Linked DNA regions of Mus musculus: region 2 is linked to region 1. The links are chromatin contacts, called in public promoter capture Hi-C maps. All regions are on one chromosome and are shown on one strand. The core of a region is the stretch at or near the end of the contact, and the rest is flanking DNA. Distances in the headings are between cores, read along the strand shown. Region 1 holds the start of Tnfaip8l3 (tumor necrosis factor, alpha-induced protein 8-like 3). Region 2 holds the start of Gldn (gliomedin).

The links. Capture Hi-C pulls out chosen DNA fragments and counts their contacts.
Region 2: a promoter capture Hi-C map of liver shows a contact between it and region 1. The contact joins the promoter of Gldn here to the promoter of Tnfaip8l3 in region 1. A contact is called at or near these places in 10 of 39 promoter capture datasets (the 3T3-L1 cell line, 3T3-L1-derived adipocytes, cranial neural crest and 5 more) and 1 of 9 other capture datasets (liver).

What each region holds. Positions count from the first base shown.
Region 1 is chr9:54,065,555-54,071,765 of GRCm38.p6, reverse strand. Tnfaip8l3 (tumor necrosis factor, alpha-induced protein 8-like 3) reads left to right here and starts at 3,355. Exons shown (of 2, transcript NM_001033535.3): 1 at 3,355-3,547. The coding sequence starts at 3,496.
Region 2 is chr9:54,284,228-54,290,438 of GRCm38.p6, reverse strand. Gldn (gliomedin) reads right to left here and starts at 3,953. Exons shown (of 10, transcript NM_177350.5): 1 at 3,553-3,953. The coding sequence starts at 3,915. All of the region lies in intron 1 of Gldnos (gliomedin, opposite strand), which reads left to right.

The DNA.
Region 1 (6,211 bases), core at 2,106-4,605:
TGTTTGCTGAAGTTAAAAAAAAATGGCCAATGGAAGTTAGACATTTCCATGTAGTAAGAGCTGCCAGGCTCCAGCGATGTAGTGGAAACAGTGAGAAGGTGGTTTGTGATGCTCCGACTCAAGATTCAAGTTTGTGGAGTGACACCATTCTTCTAAAAATACAGGAAGGCTCTGCTGAAACCGAGTTCCCCTCTCAGTTCCCAAACATTTTTTTTAAAGAAAAAAAAAAGTGCCGGGATGGATTTGTAAAGAGAGGATCCACCTTGGATTTCACTGTCTTCATGGGGCGATGGTCACGAGATATTGTTTAAGGGCTTCCTTCTCTAACCCTAGGGTTCCCATCTGGAGGCACAGATAATGTGCATTCTGTTAACATTTCTCTTTAAACTCCTATGCCTGCAATCAGTTCCCTTTGTCTTGTCCTGTGACAACAGATTGCATTCCATAGGAAACTAGAATGGAGATGTTATTTAGTTTGGATCTTTCTCTTCCATTGTTTAACAGCACATATGCTATTCCATTCTACATCTGTCTCATTATGCAGAAGTATGAGACTGGGAACAGCTAACCAAATAGGGATTGCTATGTAAAGACTTGTCTCGTGGACTTCTCAAGACACTGTGATCGGTTCTTCCTTCTCTACACTCATGAACATTTACCTCTGAGCTCAAATAAACTGGTATTCAGAAGAGGTCTGGGGATGGATGGACATATGTGCGTTGGAAATATGTGTTCTCAGGACTTTTCTGTTGATCTTGGCACAAGAAGGTTCCTGTTTATTTTGCTGTTAGACATTGATTGTATCTGCATAACGCTAACAAAGCACCAGCCCATGAAACTTATACAGATAAATAAAAACAAAAACACACCTTCCAAGTACAAGAAAACAAAGTCTAAGGCACAAAAAAAACATTCCTGTTGTTAAATTTAGAGTAGGTATTTAGAGATGATAGGGGTGTGTGTGTGTGAGAGAGAGAGACAGAGAGACAGAGAGAGACAGAGACAGAGACAGAGAGAGAAAGAGAGAGAGAGAGACACAGAGAGAGATCTGTGGTGCTAGAGACTGACTCAGCATCTTAAACATGCTGGGCACCAAGCCACATGTTCCTCATCCTGAATGCCTGTAAGCCCAATATTCTCTGTCATGTGACATCATCATTGCCATTTTTCTCTGTGATGGGGCTACAGCAAACTTTTAAAGATTATTTTCTTATTTATTTTTTGAAGCAGGGTCTTGCCTTGCAGAAGAGTCTGACCTGGAACTCACTATACAGCCCAGGCTGACCTCGAACTTGTGGCTGGCAGTCCTGCCTCAGCCTCCCAGCGCTGGAATTGTGGGCATGAGTTATCAGCTTTAACTCAGCAAACATTTGAAATGACCCAGTTGGTTTTTTTCCTGAGCTCTAACTTGTATCCAATTTTGCATCCTCTTTTGCCTTTTATTTTTAAAAATTAGGGTTTTATTTTTAAAAATTAGGGTTTTATTTTTATCTATTTGTTTCTAAATGAGATCCATTAGACCAAAGGACTTATTTTCCCCCCTTATCAAACATTAGCAACGTACTATCGTTGGGCAGTTGCTTCCACACTCGCTACTTTTACTCTTTCACAGGGGACTGTGAAGGAGATGCTAACGCAGGAGGGGACAGAGAGGTTGGGCCATTTCCCCCCAAATACACATTTTATATAGGGGTTTTTCTTTTCTTTTTTCTTTTGCATAGATAAAACTTTTATCACCAAAGCCAATGAGTTTGAGTTTGGTCTTCCAGGAAACTTTCTCCTAGAACGTAAAGTAGAGTTTTAATAGTGTTCTGTGAGGTCTACATCTATGGACTGCCGCAATAAATAGTAGTTGCCCACTCTGGGCAGCCTTGATGTCAGTCCTCCCTCATAAACACACGACCTGAGACCCAGATTCTGGCCATGTGAAATGGGGTCAACAATAGGTTGAATCTATACAATAGCCAAATTTCAACAGTTTCCAATCTTCAAACTACAATTTCAAATGGTTCAACCTAACGCATCTCTGGGTGTTAGTTCAGACAAAATGAGTGCTCAGAGGATACACTGGGAATCTAGCACCTTTAAGTGGGCGTTCTCTTCCTGATTAATTTTCTCTCCGGTCAATAGTTTGCAATTGCTGTAGGAAGTTTATAGTAATGAGAAGCAGGCTTGCGGCTTCGTGAATTTCAAAGCCTATAATAGAGGAATACATGAAAGCTCATGGATACTCAGAAACCAACAGTGACCACTTTCCCATTAGGTGTTTCTCCTTCCTGCCTTGGCCGCTTGATTAGTTAATAAATTGCTTTTGTGAAAAAGAAAGTGAAAGGGGATGTTGAGAGCCTTTGTACTTTGCCTTTAACCCCATCAGCAAGAAACGGTTCCTCTCCAGCTCTCAGGCCAGAGGAGGCCATCAGGTGTCCAACATTCTTCACTCCCTTCACATAGGATCTCTCATTGAACCTGGAGCTAGGCTGACATCCAGTAAGTCCCAGAAATCCTCCTGTAGCTGCCCTCCACGGGGCTTACAGGCACCTGTAGGGGCCATGCAGGGCTTTTTAATTCAGTTCCCCCACGCTGGAACACCAAGCGTTCTTACCCACTAGGCCATCTCCCCAGAAAAGAAAACGTTCTAAAAATCAATTCATGCCTCTTGAGCTGGAGGCAAAACTTGGCTTGGCAGCTTGATTGGCAGGGCGGGTCCAGCCTTCCAGGCCAAATCAGGCTGGGCGCTCACCCAGCTCTCAGAACCAGCTCCACAAGCCACGCCCACAGCGAGAGGAGTCTGAACTGCGGGAGTTATCTCTACCTGACTAGTTGTTTATTTCCTCACCAGGCGACAGGCTGGCTGCTTGTTCCTTCACAGGGGAGCCGGCATTATACTTCCCACAAAATTCCTGCAAGACTGTTCGCTCCCCTCCCAACACGAGGTAACAGACACACAGATTTTCCTCAAAAAGGATCCAAGTGGTGAAGTGGAACTAAAACTCGTGCAGCCTCACAACCTTAAACCTAACAATACACCTTTTTCAGTGGGCAGAGAGGTGCATTTGTACTTAAACAATCTTGCAAACTTTGCCACACCCAAAGAAGGAGCGTCCTGGCTCCCCCCCACCAGCTCACCAGGCTCCCAGACCAGGGCTCTGGGTGTAGAGGAACCTGGGCTATTTAATCCCAGCCAGGAGCACTGGACACTCCTCCTCTCCTTCCCTACACCCTACTCGCCACCAGCACCCCCTCACTCCCCCCCCCCCTCCCCGCACCCGGACTCTACCCTCGCGTGCAGGCACTGGCGGGCGGCGGGCGGGCCACTGGAGCAGGCTTGGCCTCTTCGGAGCCGCCCCCTGGCCCTAGTGTCTGGCCACACACTGCCCACTCTGCACCGCCCGGGCTCCAGACTCTTTGCAGCCCATACCGTGTGTGCCGCGTCCACCCGAGCCAGGAGCGCCCCGCAGGCGGGCGGTGGTGGATGCGCGGGCGGCAGCCCACAGTATGGATTCAGATTCTGGAGAGCAGAGCGAGGGCGAGCCCGGGACTGCTGCAGGTAGCGAGGGGGCAACCCTGCCGGGAGGGCTGGGGTTAAAGAGGAGGGGAGGCCAGTGCAGGAAATCGAGAGTATTTCTTGGAGCGGTGGGGCAGAAGGCCGGTCCCCAGCAGCCCGAACCCTTCCATGCTGAGACTGGGGACTGGTTTGAGGCGTCCTCCCACACCACTGCACTTAGGTGTGTCGGAGAGACAGGAGGGACATTTTGCCCGTGGATCGATCGAAAAGTGGCAGGGTCTCCAGCGGAAGCCTTGGGGCGCACTGCAAGGTGGGGGTGGGGGGAAAGGAGGGCTTGAGATATCTGTGCCTTGTAATTTGCAGTGGAAACCGAACTGAAGTAACTTCCCATGTGCTGCTTAGTCTGCCATCCTGGGGCGGTGAGACCACGCTTCAGAGTCGGTGGAAAGAAAAGACTCCTGGGTAGATCAGGGCTCCTGCCTGGGCTAATGTCTGAGGTTCCGAGACTGCTGGGCAAGCGGGTGCAGAAGTGCTAATCCATTCCTGTGGCGTGGCTAGCGGGAGGTGGACCCCCAGGAGCGGCCCCAAAGTGACCCGCAGAGCTGCCGGCCTTCCCCTTTAAAAGGTGCCACCGGCTTTCCATCCATAATCAATAGGAATGCAAGCAATAGGATAGGAGGATGCTTATTTAGAGAAATGAATGTCCTTTTCTGTATCTCCTCAGTACTGAGCAACAGGAGGAAGCTGCCCACAACCCAAGGTCTATTTTCCTCCATACTCACCCAACCTCCACCTGCAGGCTTCGCCCTTCAGGCCCCTCCCTGGAGTGCAGGGTCCAGGACCACTCACTTTCTACCTACAGTCATCCTTCTGTGCACCCAGCACGCCTTGAAAGTTTGCTTGCCATACAGACCAGGCCATGACTGTCTGTTGGGAGTCTCCTAGCACAAACCTGTACACAGTCAGGTCCTCACACTTCCCAAGGGTACACCTGAGTGCCAAGAGTGGAGACCAGTTCGGGAAGGTCTACTAGACCGGGTGCTGGTATAGGGAACGTGTGTTCAAGAATCAGGGTAAGATAGCATCTAGCCAAATGTTTTTGGGTTTTGTTTATACCTTTTTTTTTTTTAATCTCCATTTTGCAGAGGTCCAGATTCTCTGCTTTGGGCCCTGGGTCAAACCTCTCCCAGCTCCAGGTGGCTTTGGTCTTCACTTAGAGTAGGTAGGCTCCCTGGGCTAAGGTAGGCGGCAAGGGAGGTATCTGCATGTGAGGATTCCAAAAGCTGTGCAAGGGACTCCTGCTTGGTGTAGTGTATGGGTGTGGATGCTATTCCTAAGCACGAACCCTTTGCATGCCTATGTGTTTCTGTGACTGTAAGGCACCAAGATTTCACTTCATAGGTGGCTTTTGGATCTTCTTTAATCATGTGATTCAATAGGTGTCTCTAGTAGGTAGGAGTGTGTTTCCAAGTATATCACCAAAGGTTGGGGAAGAGGGGCATCAGAAACATTGTCACTGACACTTTAGAAATCTCAGTTACAGTGTCACAGCCTACCGACTTATTCTGTAGGTGGAAGCTAGGAAATTGAGGAATAAGAGAGGAAGGTAATGAGATTCCTTAAAGGGAGATGGGAGCAGGAAAAACTCCAGGGTTCTTAGTATTGAGAGGGACGAGGAGAAAAGGAATACATACATATACATCCTAGTGTGCCCACTCCTCCAGCCTGCTTCAGCTCTGAATGTCACTGCCTGTCCAAGTGATTGACAGTCTGTGTGAGCCGCACAGCTCACAGCACACCTTGTCACTGGGGTCAGATGCGCCTGGAAGAGCAGGGCAGCTAGCTTTCACAAGCTGTCTCATTTGTTTGCACCTTACTGTTGTCTGCAGTCATTCCTTCTTTTCTGTGTGCTTGAGTCTCACGACTTGAACATTTATTTTAATGTCATGAGCCATTATGCTAAATGGCATTTAGTCTCACTCATTATTTTCAGTCTGAAAGTGTTCCCCTTAGTGACGAAGCTTCAGAATTAGCGCTGTCTCTCCATCTTGCTCTGCTTGCATCCTGTCAAACGGAAGCTGTTGTTGCAGATTCAGAGACAATTTAGAAGGCAGACATTTATCCATAGAGCTGTCATTTGTCTTTTACAAGAAACTCATATTCTTCTGTGGACCTGTACCTCCTCCAGGTGAAGGAGTCTCTAAGGGAGAAAGGCAACAGAGTAAACTCCTCAGCAGGCACACTCACTTACTTTGTAACAAGTTGTACACAGACTGAATCTTTAAGATAAGGTTAAGAAAATAAACTCTAGGATTAGGAAGACCTTAGCATCTCACTCAGGGCCAGGTAACTTCACTTCCTAACCATAGCACTACTGTGATCAAGTAAATAACACCTGAAATGTATTCTTGGTCATTTCAGTAAATGGACACTGTTATTCATCACATGAAATCTCTAGAAATATAACCTAGGTTATATTTAGGAATCCTACTAAATAATGGGTCCTAGTGCTTGTAGAGTAAAAATTGCAAGGCCTGTATAAGAAGTCATATATTTGTCATGATTACACTGATTAGCTGGTGAGATTTTTCTATTGTCTCCCTTTCGATACCTGGGAATGCTCCGAGTGAGTCTTGGTTTACATCTCTTCTCAACTGCATTGAAATTTAACCTCATCAAGATGGGGGGTCTCCTGCTTCCCCCATT
Region 2 (6,211 bases), core at 2,704-5,203, 220 kb before region 1:
ATTATTCTTATCTTCCTTGATAAATTATTTGGATTTACTTATAGAAAAAAAAAGTAGCTTTCTTATTAGAGAAGTATCCAGACTTTTGAATGATATTTCAGGTGTGGGAGTGTGCTTGGTACCCACGGCTAACATTGCTATGGAGTTATAGTCATCAGCCTCTGTGCATTGCAGGTTTTCTATGCTACTTTGATTTTTTTTTTTCAAGTGAAAGTTCTTCTGGATGCTCTAGATTTGGGGTCAGAGAAGATAACAGAGCAAAGGTACCAGGGTATCAGTAAGATATAAAGAAAGAGGAGCTAGGAGAAGGAGGGGCAGGAGAAGAGGGATGCACATAGAGAGACAGTGGGGAGAGGAGGCAGATTGATTCTGCTGGAAGAGAAGATTACCAAAGGTTGTGGGAAAGAGAAACGAGGCAGCCGTGTGCCCCCTACAGGACAGGAGGACGTAGGTCTGTGCTCATCCTTACCATGGATTCCCATATCCCTTCTCTTTCTGGCAGCGTGCTCCCCAAGTTATGCCTACTGTCCCACTCAACACCTTTCCTCCAACACATTTCCTTGCTTTAAAAAAAATCATTAATATGCCTGTCTATGTCAAATTAACTGTACTTCAGCAGTGCAGATCAGAAAGCCCATGCTGGGCGAGCTGCGTACTTTTTGTTTTAGCCAAAAGCACAGACACAACCCACAAGGAAGGAAGCTAGTCCTGGATAAACAGGCCACTCTGGACGGTTATTTGAAAATGCTGGCATTAATCTGCGTAGAGCTTGCTTCTCGTCCTTAGATCTCCAACATAAGAGTCTGAGCATGAGGCCCTGGGATGGTCCACAGATCTTACACTCAAGATCTGATACTATAAAAAAAGGGCCCTGGGGGTGGATGGGTATTTCAAGCATAAGAAGTAGACATGTCTACCTCCGTGATTTATTCTAGAGTCTTCTCTTAACTGTTAAGACTTCCTAAGACCTAACGAGTCTACTTGAGATGCCCAGAGATTTTTTTTTGTAACAAATTGGTTTCTTGAAGAGAAAATTTGTGAGGATGAGAAGTATATTGCTAATATAAAGCAAAACAAACAAACAGACAGACAGACAGACAAAGGCATTTCAGCAGTGAAATTGGCTCCATTGCTTAAAGCAAGGCCTGGTGGGAACTGAAAGCATTTAAACCAGATACCTGACTCTCCTCAGGACCTCATATCACTCTCCTGTCTGCCAGTAAGTGATCTCTCCATCCCAGGCCACACCTCAGACTGATCCACTTGGAATAATATCTAGGATGGATTCAGGTACCGATAGGTTTCAGGTGTCTCTGATGACTCTAGGGTTCTAGGACCTCCTTACTCAAAATGTGGCCCTTAAACCTGCAGCGCTGAGATTGGTGGGCACTTGTCTGCCATGCAGAATTTCATACCTTAGACCCGCTAGCGGGTCTTAACCTCTAGATCATGACACCCATAGGGGGCCACATATCAGATATTTACATTATGATTCATAACAGGAGTAAAATTACAGTTGTGAAGTAGCAACGAAATAATTTTATGGTTGGGGGGGTCACCACAGCATGAAGGTATTGAAAGGTCTCAGCATTAGGAGGGTTGAGAACCACTGTCCTCGACCGTATGAATCGAAACCTGCACTGCCCAACATGCCCAAGATACTTATGTGCACTGTAGAGTTGCAGTGTTCTTAGAGTATGTATGACACCCCGACTACTTCCATGAAGACATGATGAGAGTTGCTCACACTCATCAATGTGATCACTATATTCTGGTCTTGCTGCATCTCCCTCAGTGACTCAAAAAGGTCTCAACATACGCACTGCAGATGTGAGGTCAGCGGGTGCTGCTGCTAAGCTGCTCGCTGCAGTTTCTGTGCCGATCTGTAACAGCAGCAGGTGTTCAGAGGGACCTGGGAAATGAGCTCATTCTCTTCTGCTAGGGACTGAATGGGCTGCAATTTGGATCCAAACCATCTACCTTAAAAGCAGGATTGGAGGTAGAAAGTGTTGTTGCTCAGATGCATCTCTCTTGGAAGGTTTTTTTTTTTTTTAAAAAACCTTTTAAAATGCAGAATGAAGGGCCAAAAGAGTGCCCTAGGGTTCCCCAGCGAGCCCTCTTCATCTTACAGAGGCTGGAGTTTCTGAAATGTTTGCTTAGGCTTCGTTTTTAAATTTTTTACTTGAGTGAAAATGTGAGGCTAGAAATGGAAAGCTCGACCTTTCTCAGACTAGGTATTTGGAGTGTGTGCTGTTTGTTGTCCTAAAAGCCTTTCAACTCACACACAGTCGCTGAAAACTTCTTTAGTAACAGCACATGTTTAAAGTAGACTTCTCTTCAAACATATAGGATTCCAAAGTATGGCTCACTGGACTTGGAGGGTCAATTGGACATGTTCTAATTATAAAGTGAAATAAGACCATGGCTATTGGAGCGGATGAAAGGGAATGGGAAATGGAAGGGGCCCGGGGCAAGGGGGTGGGGGTGGGGGTGGGGGTGGGGGATGTGACCTAAGTGTAGCTGTTAAAGAACCACTGGATGCAAACCAACCAAAACGGAACACCCGAAAACTGGAAGAAAGGAGGTTTTTCTTTAAAAGTCTTTGCTTTAGACTAGTGTTTCTCAACTCTCAGGAAGGGAATTACTTGGAGAATGTAGAGAGAGGCCCAGGGGTGTTGTGGCACAAGTCTGTAATCCTGACACCCAGGCAGGGGAAGAGTTGAAGTCCAAGGTCACCCTTGGCTACAACAGCCAGTTGAAGGCCATCCTAGGTTACATGAAACTGTCAAAGGAAGGAAGGGAGGAAGGAAGGGAGGAAGGGAGGGAGGGAGGGAGGGAGGGAGGGAGGGAGGGAGGGAGGGAAGGAGGGAAGAGTGGGTGCTTAACAGAAAAAAAAAAAAGATTAATGCCGGAACCTTCCCTGGCTGCATACAGACGTTGCATGTAAGAGACAGCTCACACCAGCAGTTCTGGCTTTCCATTCTTCTGAGCTTGTGAAGCGACCCACATTAAGAACCTTGGCTTCATTAGTGTGTATTCGCACTCTAATAAAAGTTACACTGCATCAGTCCCTCCTATTTGGAACAGCTTGAGAGCCACAGACAACTTCCAGCAACTAGGTGGCAAGTTTGGTTATATTCTTACAGGAATGAGCCCGGGCCAGATGGGAAGGAAGCCTAACTACTAGACTGTGCCAGGCAAAGGACTCCTTTGTTGAAGAAAAGTCTCCTCTTTGGTTTCCGAGACTCTGTGGGTCAGTTCACACCCAGGAAACTTTTGACAAAAGTTGAGAAAGGCTCTTAATACTGCTCACGTCCCTCATTTACCTGCAGACTCAAAAGATGTCAGAAGTGAAGGCTTGCCCTGCCCGGTCCCTGTAGATAAAAAGACTGATCTCAAAAGAGTTAAGCAGAGTGCCAGGATGACCTCCTTAGCCACACAGATACCCAAGATTCTCTCTAGGACCTTGCCCCTGGCCAGGGGATCCCGGCTCCCATCACCTCCCTCTGCCCCAGCCTGACGGGGGCGCCACGGGGACGAGCCCCTGCCTACCGGCACCATGGAGTAGGTCATCATCATCATCATGTCCTGGCTCTCCGCACGGATGTGTGACGCAGGCTCGCCGTTGTGGCTGCGCTTGTTGCGCGCTGCGCTCATGGGGTCCTGGGATGGTTCGGGGACCCGGCCCGGCGCACGACTCAATTCGGCCAGAAAGGCGCGTAGGGCGCTGTCCTCGCGCTGCTCTCGGCCGCGTTGAGCCTCCAGCGCCCGTAGCGCCGCGCTTAACCCCCGCCACTGGCACAGCACGAACACGGTGCCCGCGGCGTTCAGTGCGGACAGCAGCGCTATGGCCACCAGGGCGCCGCGCAGCCCCCAGCCTGTAGCCCCTTGGCCTCGCTCTGCGGCTCGGGTCATGTCTGCGTGCTCAGGCCGGGCGGCTCAGGGCAGCACTGGGCCTCCTCCCGCAGTGGCAGAGGCTTTAAAGCCTCGCGTGAGCCGTGGGCTGGTGGCAGAGCCGTGAGTCAGGCTGTCTTTAGACCCGTCTGGCGAAGCGGGTTGGGGACAGTAGTGGTGGCGCCCCAGAAGCCCAGAGGGACAGGCGGGCAGCAAGGGGGTGAGAAGCCAGAGGAGACAAGTGCGGAGGAGGGGCGACCAAGCAAATAGCAAACAGGCCTCCCTTCCTTTTCTTGCTGTCCTGCCCGTGGGCATTGCCAGGGTCCAGACAGGCATAGTCAGGGTCAGACTGAGGAGGAGGGCAGGAATTCTTAAAGCCTGAGAAGTTTCTAGATTCCACCCCCTTATCCCTCCAGTCGTCTTTGGAGAAAACCATAAGCATGCCCTGTTCTTGGGAGGTCTGCTGCTTGGGCCCAGGCCCAGGCCCAGGCTGCCCATCACCCCTCCTCAAGGCCACCATGTGCCTATGGAAGAAAGACCCTAAGAGATCTTTCCCAGAAAGGGGACAGTGGAAGACAGGGAGATGGTTGGCATTAGAAGTGTAAAAAGTCACCCATCAGAACCAGAAAAGCCAGGTTGGCTTAGCAAGCAAGGATCATCCCAAAAAACGACTTCTAGGACGAAGAACTTGCCCTTGAGACCCAGACCAGAGAGGAGGCAGAATGATGAGGAAAAAGGATTTTGGAGACCTGGTTCCAAAGCCAGCGGCCAATGCCAGACATCTGGGAGTGGCATGATCGCCAGTGTCCTTTCTCAGTCTCCCACCCCCACCTCCCTGTTGGAGATCAAAGCCAGGGTTTTGCAACAGCTAGGCAAGAGCTCTACTTCAGAGCCACACAGGATTTCACTACCTAGCTCAAACTGGTCTTGAAGCCACTCCCGCTTCAGCCTGAGTGCTGGAACTACAGGCATGTTTTCCATTTTATGTATTTATTATTTTATGTGTATGTGTATTTTGTCTGTGTATGTGTGTGTACACTAGGTGTGTGCCTAGTGCCCACAGAGACCGGAAGGAAGGTATCAGAATTAAGGCGTTGCCTGCCTCCATGTAGGTGCTGGGAATTGAACCTGGGGTACTTTGGAAGAGCAGCCAATTCTTTTAACCACTGATCCATCTCTCTAGTCCCTACCAGGGCTATTCTAAGCAAATTCCTGCAAACATATTGAAGTTCTTTTCAGCTGAAGGACTGCAGAGCCTGCTTAGGACTGGAAACTCCTCTAAGCTCGGGTGCCTGCTCTGATCCAAGAGTCTGTGTTCCACGCTGGATACAGTGGTGCACATCTCAAAACAAACCCAGCACTCTGGAGGCAGCAGCCGCTGCCGCTTGAGTTTGACACCAGACTGGATAAGTCCGTGATAGTGAGACCCCGTCTCAAAACCCTTTCCCACGACCACCAGTTTTTGAATTGAGTCACTTCAGAGCTTTGTCAGAAGACCTCTTCACTCTGTCAGCTTCTCTCAGAATGGCACTACTTCCCTAGAAACCCAGGACTTTCAAGGGGTCAGTCCTGGTCAGATGGGAAGACTCAAGTAGAGGCCAATTGCTGGTCTCCACAGTCAGATAACCCAAAGAGACAGTGGTTCTCTGCAGCCAGCTCACCTGCTGTGGTCAAGGAGAAGGGCTCTTTTAGCTCTTCTGGCCTGGGAGCCACAACTTTTTGAGCCAGTCCTGGGGAAAGAATAGATCACAATATGGATGGGGCCGAGGACAAGGGGACAGTGGAGCTTTGTACCTCCCTCCATAGCACTGCCATCCAGTTTGTACTGGTAGCCTCCTTACCGACAGAGAGAATATGCGGTTTGGATCAGACTTATTTTCAGGTTGAACTATGTCTCGGAGAAGCCCAAGTTCCATCTTAACCACAGTCCTGAGTCCAGGTTCAGAAGCTTGGGCTTCAGCAGGAACTCCAACCAACTTGAATATTTTTAGAAGAGCAGCTACTGGACATGGAATTTAGAAATCAGGAAGGGCCAGAATGTGATACCTGAAGGGGGAAATGATATCAATAACTTTCTCCCGTTCCTCCTATCTCAAATGTATTATTATCCTGTTGGAAGAATTGTTGAATATCCTTTCTTTCTAATCCATGCGAGGATTGGGCTACAGAGAGAAAGCACGGAGAGACAGAGTTGGGGCTCAGCACCTATAGGCTCTCTACTTAACTCAGTAACCCTTTACTGAGCCCTTCCTGTGTGTCGGTCCCTGTGATGGACACTGAAGATACAGGAGTGAGCATGACAGTCAGTAGAGACAGT